Linked DNA regions of Mus musculus: region 2 is linked to region 1. Evidence: chromatin contacts called from public Hi-C data. All regions are on one chromosome and are shown on one strand. Each heading gives the region's core, a stretch centred on a gene start, on an enhancer-like site or on the middle of the called end of the contact. The rest is flanking DNA. Distances are from core to core; before and after follow the strand shown. Region 1 overlaps Tmem131l (transmembrane 131 like). Region 2 overlaps Mnd1 (meiotic nuclear divisions 1).

The links. A called contact is a pair of places that touch in the nucleus more often than the background predicts.
Region 2: a contact with region 1 is called in a Hi-C map of regulatory T cells, with 2.0 times the contacts expected there. The contact joins two enhancer-like sites. A contact is called at or near these places in 2 of 15 datasets of contacts at CTCF or cohesin (CD8 T cells and the NIH/3T3 cell line), 4 of 484 Hi-C or Micro-C datasets (CD4 T cells, CD8 T cells, Th1 cells and 1 more) and 1 of 115 datasets of contacts at active chromatin or transcription factors (bone marrow-derived dendritic cells).

Annotation. Positions count from the first base shown.
Region 1 is chr3:84,001,490-84,004,984 of GRCm38.p6, forward strand. The region is part of intron 3 of Tmem131l (transmembrane 131 like); the gene reads right to left. Among named protein-coding and RNA genes, the nearest start is that of Tmem131l, 37 kb to the right of the region's middle. Within about 2 kb of position 1,457, at least 15 of the 459 cell types and tissues checked have an H3K27ac peak or open chromatin away from gene starts, as enhancers often do. A contact at or near this core is called in regulatory T cells, where this site is marked.
Region 2 is chr3:84,101,626-84,105,702 of GRCm38.p6, forward strand. Mnd1 (meiotic nuclear divisions 1) reads right to left here. Exons shown (of 8, transcript NM_029797.3): 6 at 3,310-3,424. Among named protein-coding and RNA genes, the nearest start is that of Gm30458, 42 kb to the left of the region's middle. Within about 2 kb of position 1,811, at least 11 of the 459 cell types and tissues checked have an H3K27ac peak or open chromatin away from gene starts, as enhancers often do. A contact at or near this core is called in regulatory T cells, where this site is marked.

The DNA of each region.
Region 1 (3,495 bases), core at 207-2,706:
ATTATAAAACAAGGACAAGCCTGCAGATCCTGGCTTTAGTAGAATGGTAAAGAGAAAATTTGTCAAGTTTTAAAGAGTAGGAAAAACCGAGGATTCAATAATTACCTATTAAAACTATGGAGCCAGACAAGGTGGCACATGTCTACAATCCCAGCAACTTGGGAGTCAGAGGCAAAAGAATAGCCTAAGAATTTGGGGTCATCCAAATAATAAGAGAGACATAATAAGGTCAGACCAAACCAACCAACCAAACAAACAACAAAAGTCATGATTGTAATCTTTATAATAAAAGAAAAAAAGACTCCCTGTGGAAATCCAAACAGGCCCTCCTGCTCATTCCACCACACTCTCTTATTGGTTTCTCATCACTGGAAAAGCAATCCCTTCAGCAAAGACCCATGCCAAAGGAAAGGCGACTGAGGTCCCAGAGGAGCAAGCAGGTAATTCACAGAAGCCTCACAAGTGTCAGGGAGCACTGGGCTCCTGTGAGAAGAGACTGGAAATCTCAATATGCAGGAGATCAAAGCTTGCAGACACTCAGCCAAGGGCATCTAGGCCAAGAGGCTAAGCAAGAATTCAACCGAAAGTTAAATGAAGTCAAAGGCCACATCCTGCAGTGCCCAGGGAAAATGGTAGATCCAAAACAGCTGCTAAAGACATCGACTTAAAGTCCATAACAGCCAGGTGAAAGAAAAACAGGGTGGCATGTGGCTCGGTGATGAGGAGTAGGCTGCAGCTCAGTGTACAGTGCTTGCTTAGCATGTGCAAGGACCTGAGTTCAAGCCCTACAATGCAGCTAGGACAAAACCTAGCTATAGAGAGACAGACTAATCCGAGCACTTACCTTAAAAACAAGTTATGAGTTAAATAGTCATTTCAAATCTAGTAAACTGTTTCAGATCCCATGTACTGCCAGCCTTCACGGGTACAAAGAATGCATGGAGACTGAGAGTTTCCTTTGAACTCTTGCCCAAGCTGTTAGCTAGGAAAAGTCCTAAGGCCACACAGAATTCTGTGATGTCTGGACCATCTTCTCTTGAAGCATCACATCACCACTGTCAGTTTTTTCTTCTGCAGTCTGGCCATAGTCCAGATGGGGGCAGAGGAACTGAAGCACGGAGACCAATACTGTCAAGAGTTAGACTTATCGTAAATATCTTCAGGTTATGTTCAAAGTGTGCAACACTACACATCCCTGAAACAGAAACCAGTGGACTCGGGAGGGAATGAGAAAACTACGCCTGCTTCCTGAATGAGAATGCCTAGCCCGCCTCCGGACTGGAACAGTCAACTAACCCCTATACCCTATATATACCCTAGTTCAACTTGAGCCTACTCATTTGATAAAACTTGTTTTTTTCAAAACCACCAAAATGGAAGCTACAACCCTACTCAGTAGAGGTCCTGGGCCAACACAAACAACCTTATCAAAGGTCAGGTCTCACAGCTTTCTCTAGGCAGTATGCAAAGCTGCCCTGAAAATGCAAACAGCAGTTCTCTCCCTTAGGCTAACATTAAAACTAGACTTGCAAAACACCCAGCCTGCTAGCAATCAATCCAGCCAGAGTAGACCACAGGACTGTTACTAACCCTGCCCCAGAATCTAGAGATTTCCTTTTTCCACCAATCTTCCTAGCCTCTGTGATCCTCGCTCCAAACCAGTAAATAAAAAAGAAAATCAGCAAAGGGCGAAGAATGGCCAGGTGAGTTAAGACAAATCAACGCGTCTGATAAAGCCTGCACACCCTAAAGGAACTCTGTAGACCAGACTGTCCCTGAACTCAGAGATCCTCCTGCCTTCGCCTTCCCAGCACTGGGACTAAAGGTGTGCACCACCACACCTGGCCTAAAAGAATGCCTTTTTTAAAAGATAAGGGCCAAAGACAGAAATTTTCCAAATTTCAAGAATGGCCTGGCCCAAAGAGGAATGGGTCAGTAGAAATGATCTTAGAAAGAGCACACATTTCAGATCCATTCAAAGTTAGGCAAGGATCCCTTTTTTGTTTAGAAAAACAAAACAGAACTGTTAGAGCTTTAAAATGTCAGTCTGATCACCTTTTAACTAAGGAAAACACACAAGCACAGGCTCACCATCTTCTTCCTCTCCTGCCCTCAAGACAGCCTTTACCAAGGTTCCTCACAATCTTGTCTATGTAACACCAAAAACAATGGGGAAGAGGGACCCACACGCTCCTTCATATATTCCTAAGTTATCATTCTAAACCTCGCCTGTCCTTTTCTTTATTGTTGCAAAGCATATACTTCCTGCTGTACTGTAAGTTCTGAATTTTAAGTCAAACTGTTGGCCCACTCTGGTGGGACTGCCACATCCATTTTCCACACAGCATCTATTCAGAGAAATAAAGATCTCAGTTGGAGTTGGGAACGGGACCTTGCCCTCCTTCACTTCATCTTCCCAACTACTTTCCTCACGGTCCTCCTTGACGTCTATGCTAAAAGTCTACCCTACCTATCTTCTCTGCAATAAAGATCTGCAAATGTATGAAATTTTAACACATTACCATCAAAATCGGTCGAGATGTTGCTGGGAATGCGCACTGTGGTAAACAGATGGGGCTTTCTAGTCTGGTCCTCCTCGGTGGAACCCGAGGAATGGCTGGCGGGATGCTGGAATCAGACCTCTACTGTGCTGCTTAGCTCTTACAGATGTGAGTCTCGGCAGATGAAAAGGGGAGTGGATATTTTCCTCAAGTGAAATGCTTCCATCCACTGGTGTTTAAAAATCAGATGGTCATTCAACTAAGTCATTTTCAGTGTTTTTGAAAACAAATAAACAAAAAACCCAAAAAACATATTTGCAAAAGTTCCCCTTTCTCCAGACACTAAGAGCCACTCAGTTTCTTGGCAGCTACAGACTATTGCAAAGATCCCTCTGCTTGTGCCCTGGCCATCAGTAGCAAGCTAGAGGCACACTCCCTTTAAAGAAGGTCATCTTGAGGAGGAGATGGGGAGCAATCAGCTGTCCTCTAGGCCATACACATAAATCTCAGCAAGGTCAAGTGTGAGCTAAGAATCCACAAGGTCTAGGTGTCTGCCATGGCTTCCCTTAAATGATGGATGCCTGGGTGCCCATGAAGAGACCTCAAAGATCATCCTCTAGCTTGAAGGCCACAGCTCTAAGTCACCAGAATGGGTGACAAACCTTGAGTTCAAAGGCAAGTAGAAATGACAGAGAAGAAAAAAGCCCCTTTTAAATAATCCAACTCTGACATACAGTAGGTTGTCTCACATGTGTCTTGTACAGCAGCAGCTCGAGTGCTTAGCATGGAAGCCCTGGGCTCCATTACCAGCACCACATGAATGAATGAGTAAGCAACTGAAAATGTTTTCATGCCAGCTCATTTTGTAAGATGAGCTTTAAAATGAAAACTGAGCCTTCTACAAAATCCACACTGCATTCCCCTTCCTAACAGATCATATTACAGTTAGCAAGATCAAAATAAGGGCACAGAAAGCAGCTGGCTTTCTACTACA
Region 2 (4,077 bases), core at 561-3,060, 100 kb after region 1:
GCCTCATCTTCCCAGACAGCTGGGCCTGTAGGTGTGTGCCACCACAGCTGGCTGACTTTCAAGTACTTTTGTGAAAATTTAGTTTCTACATCTAGTTTTACTTAATCTTGTTCAAATAATGACTATGGTAGCTAAAATAGTATTCTTTTTTAAAAATAAAACTGTTTCTCTGACTTTTCGCTTTCCTGGTTACTCACAACTAAACTTGTGAATAGCATCAATTATCCCACCGGAAGGATGAACTGCAAATATTTCCTGCAGACATTATTTAAAAAGAACTTACGATTAGCCACGTCTCTATGGACTATTATCAGGAAATCTTGCCCCACAAGAATGGAGGACATTGGGTAAGCCTGATTGTTGTAATGTGGGTGTACGAGCCGTGCTGTCAAGAGCTAAATCCTATTACAATCAATTTCTAAACCACATAATCCTAAATTAATCCAATTATTTCTGACTAACTTGATAGCTGAAATCCTATGAAAATCTTCATTATAATAAAGGACATTAACATTTGGGGTTAGAAGTTAGAGCCTAGTAAAGTTATTTAAATTTAATGATGATATTTCTGACATCTGCTACTAACAATTTTAAGTTTTTTGGATCTGTGGAAATCGTAGTTTTCACTGAAAAACTTCATGAATAATTTACTACATATGGTATAGGAGGCTGGGCAATAGCCGGTGCACAATCTGCTTCATTAAAATTTAAAACAATTGTTTATTTTTATACATATTTCCCTGGTCTAGCAGGCAGTACACACCTTTCTGAGTCCAGTTACACATATGTGAAGCTACGATGTCCTCAGCTCATGGTCGCCAGTTTAATATCTAACTTTACTCTCCCGTCTTCAAATACACTAATCTGATCCTTGGCAAAAAGCAATCAGCTATTAATCCAATCAGTGTAATTGTCATGTCAGCGATAGTTTTCCTGTCAGGAAATGTGACCATTGTGATGTTCTGCCCCGCTGGTTCTGCCTCTGGTTCATTTCTCTGTTCTGACTGACACTGTATTCTGTTCAGTTTGCATCACGCTTTCCTAGGCTGCACAACTGGAGATATTAGTCTGCATTCCAAGCAAGCCTGTTTTGCTAGGTGATTTTGGATCTTTGTAAGTACTCCTGAGCTTGTTTTGGGCATGCTAAGATACCTGGCAATAGTTAGCTGTTTTCAATCTTGAGTCTCATGGTGCATAAGTGATGTTTAGAAGGGATGTTGGCCAGGGTCACCTGCCCAAGGAACCACCTGGTGCAGTACCATGAGAATCTCGAAGTGGCAAATCTGAAATCCTCACTAAGGAGAGCGAACACTTACAGCTCCTAAACAGAGAGAGGCGTGGGACACGAAGAAAGGAAGCGCTGCTTCCGACAAGCAGCGACAACCACCGCACGCAGCTGGACAGTGCTGCTCTTTTAGATGTTTTATTTTGGTTTGTTTTTTGGTTTTTCAAGGCAGGGTTTATTTGTGTAGCCCTGGTTATCCTGGCACTATCTCTGTAGACCAGGCTGGCATCAAATTCAGAGATCTGCCTGCCTCTGCCTCCTAAGAGACAAAGATCTTCATAGAGATGGGAGTAGAACTCTTTGAGACAGCCATTCTTAACAAATTCTGTGTTTGGAGAGACATCTCTTCTCACAGGTTCTTTTTCATCGTTCAGAAGAACAAAGTGCTTAGCTAAAATCAGGCTCTATAAAATTAGCTATTTCAATTGAAAGTTGTAAAATCAGAGGATCTTCAGTGAACATAGATGCTCACAGCAGCAGGAAACCAAAGAGAAGGTGGCAACCAGGAAGCTAGGTTCACTAATCTTCCACTCTCAAAAGGTCACCTGCTCAAGATGCAGCTGTGTGGTGTGCCTAAGGTGCTGAAGAGCTTCCCAGATCTGTTTCTTCCCCCAGCTCAACACCCTCAGGTGACTTGCTTTCAAGATCAGCATGGCTGTATCTTCCAGAAGTTCCTGAATTCACCTGCCCTGACTCAGCCTAATCCCTCTGTGATCAATTCAAATTCTCATGTTTTTCCAGGAAGCAAATCTGGTCCTCAGACCCTCTGACTGGTCTGCTCCTTTCTCCCTGCGGTGTCAAGTGGCCCTTGCCACTGTTTCTTTAGGGCAGTGCTTGCTTGCTTGCTTAGCTGGCCAGTTTCCTTTTGTTTACGCTCTACACTTCTTGGCCACAGTCAAGGAAGATCTTTTGTTCTATGGTCTCCACAGTATGGTCACAGGTGTTTCCTTAGGCAGGTGGCCCTGACTATGCTGTAATTCCAGCATTCTGGAGCCTGAGGCAAGGGAATTGCTAGCTTGCTAGCTTGAAGCCAACTTGGGCTACATAGAAAGAACTTGTTCTCAAAAGACAGCATCTCTCTCTCTCTCTCTCTCTCTCTCTCTCTCTCTCTCTCTCTCTCTCTCTCTCTCTCTCTCTCTCTCTCTCCAGCTAGGCCACTTTAATTATAATTCAACTCTGCTCTGGCTACTTCTAATGTACCAAGTACTTGCAGTTTTCTCAAAGTCTTAGTCATATACTATGTCCGAGTTTTAAAAAGATACACTTGGTAAAGTTTGCCCTAAACAAAAGTAAGTTAAATAGAAAAATATGGGAAAAGTTATATATTTTTTCCTAAACAGTTTAATGTTATATTTTTATTATGTTTTTTAAAATTCTATAAGTATTATAATTTTATATTGTATAAATACATAAATAATGCCAAGCTTTGAGGGTTTTATTTTAAAACTGAAATAAGGCAGGTAAGATAGCTCAGTGGTCAAAGGTGCTTGCTACCAAGCTTGATGACCTGAGTCAGACTCCTGAGACCCAGATGGTGAGAAGAGAGAACCAACTGTTGTAAGTTGTCCTCCGCGCTCCACAGTTAGAAAGAAAGTCACTGGTATATCCATCCATAAGGCAACCTTACAACTTGGCAAGCTCTTGTATTTATATACCCTTTTCTTAGAAGGTAACAGTGGATTTCCTCAGTAGACTGGAGGTGCCTAAGAGCACCCTGCTCCTGCTCTGACCTCTCAGTTTCCTGACTGTCTCTCGCCTCTACTGTCCTTACCCCACTCACCTTCCTTACTCCTAAAATGATTTCAGTGGCCAAGCTGTGACCACTCAGGGCTGGACCGAGTCTCTTTAGTAGACATCATGCGGAAGGCAGTGTCTTTCTGTTAGATAGCTGCTCACGCAGCACTGAAGTGGCTTAGGAGGAAGACGGTCTTCTCATAAACAAGGAAAGGATGGTTCCGGGAAAGTAGAGATGCAAAGTCTCCAGTTACCAAATTAAAGATGCTCAAGTTATGATGCAAACTTACGTATCTCTTCCACAACCTGTGGGTCACATTCTCGATATTTTTCCACTTCTGCCTTAAGTTGTTGCCTTTGGTCTCGAAATGAAGAAAGTTCTTTTGCAAGCATGGCTCGTTCTTCCTGGATTTAAAGGATTTCATGTACAGTTAGGCCAAATCTTATGTGTAATGAAGTAATAAATTTCAAAAATACATGTTTTGACATGCTATATTTATCTACTCAGTTCTCAGTGTCCATGGGTTCTGCATCTGAAGATCCAATTATCCACTATCAAAACTACTTAAAAAACACAACAAAACAAGGCAACCCCCACCACCTGTACTAAACATGTACAGAAGTTTCTCTCAATGCACTCACCCTCTGAATGATACAACATAACAAATGTTTACAGAGCATTTCTGTTGTAGTAGGAATTATAAGTAATCTAGATATTACTTAAAAGATTATTATAAAAACTATAAGCAGCTATTATGCCATCTTGTAGACATGTATTACATTTATATCTAAATATGCATTTTGCATAAATGTATTATACAAAGACATATAATTGGCATTTTAATTTATTTATTATTTGTGTGATATCAGAGAACTTGCAAGAGCCAGGTCTCCTTCCATCCCGAGGGTCCTAGGGATTGAATTTAGGCTGTCAGGCTTGGAAAGCCTTTACCTGGGGAGCCTCACTTGCCCATTTTTTTTTTTTAAAATAACGAACTTGAACATCCAGATTTTAGTATCTCACAAGGTCTAGGAGCCACTCCCGCTGTGGAAACTGA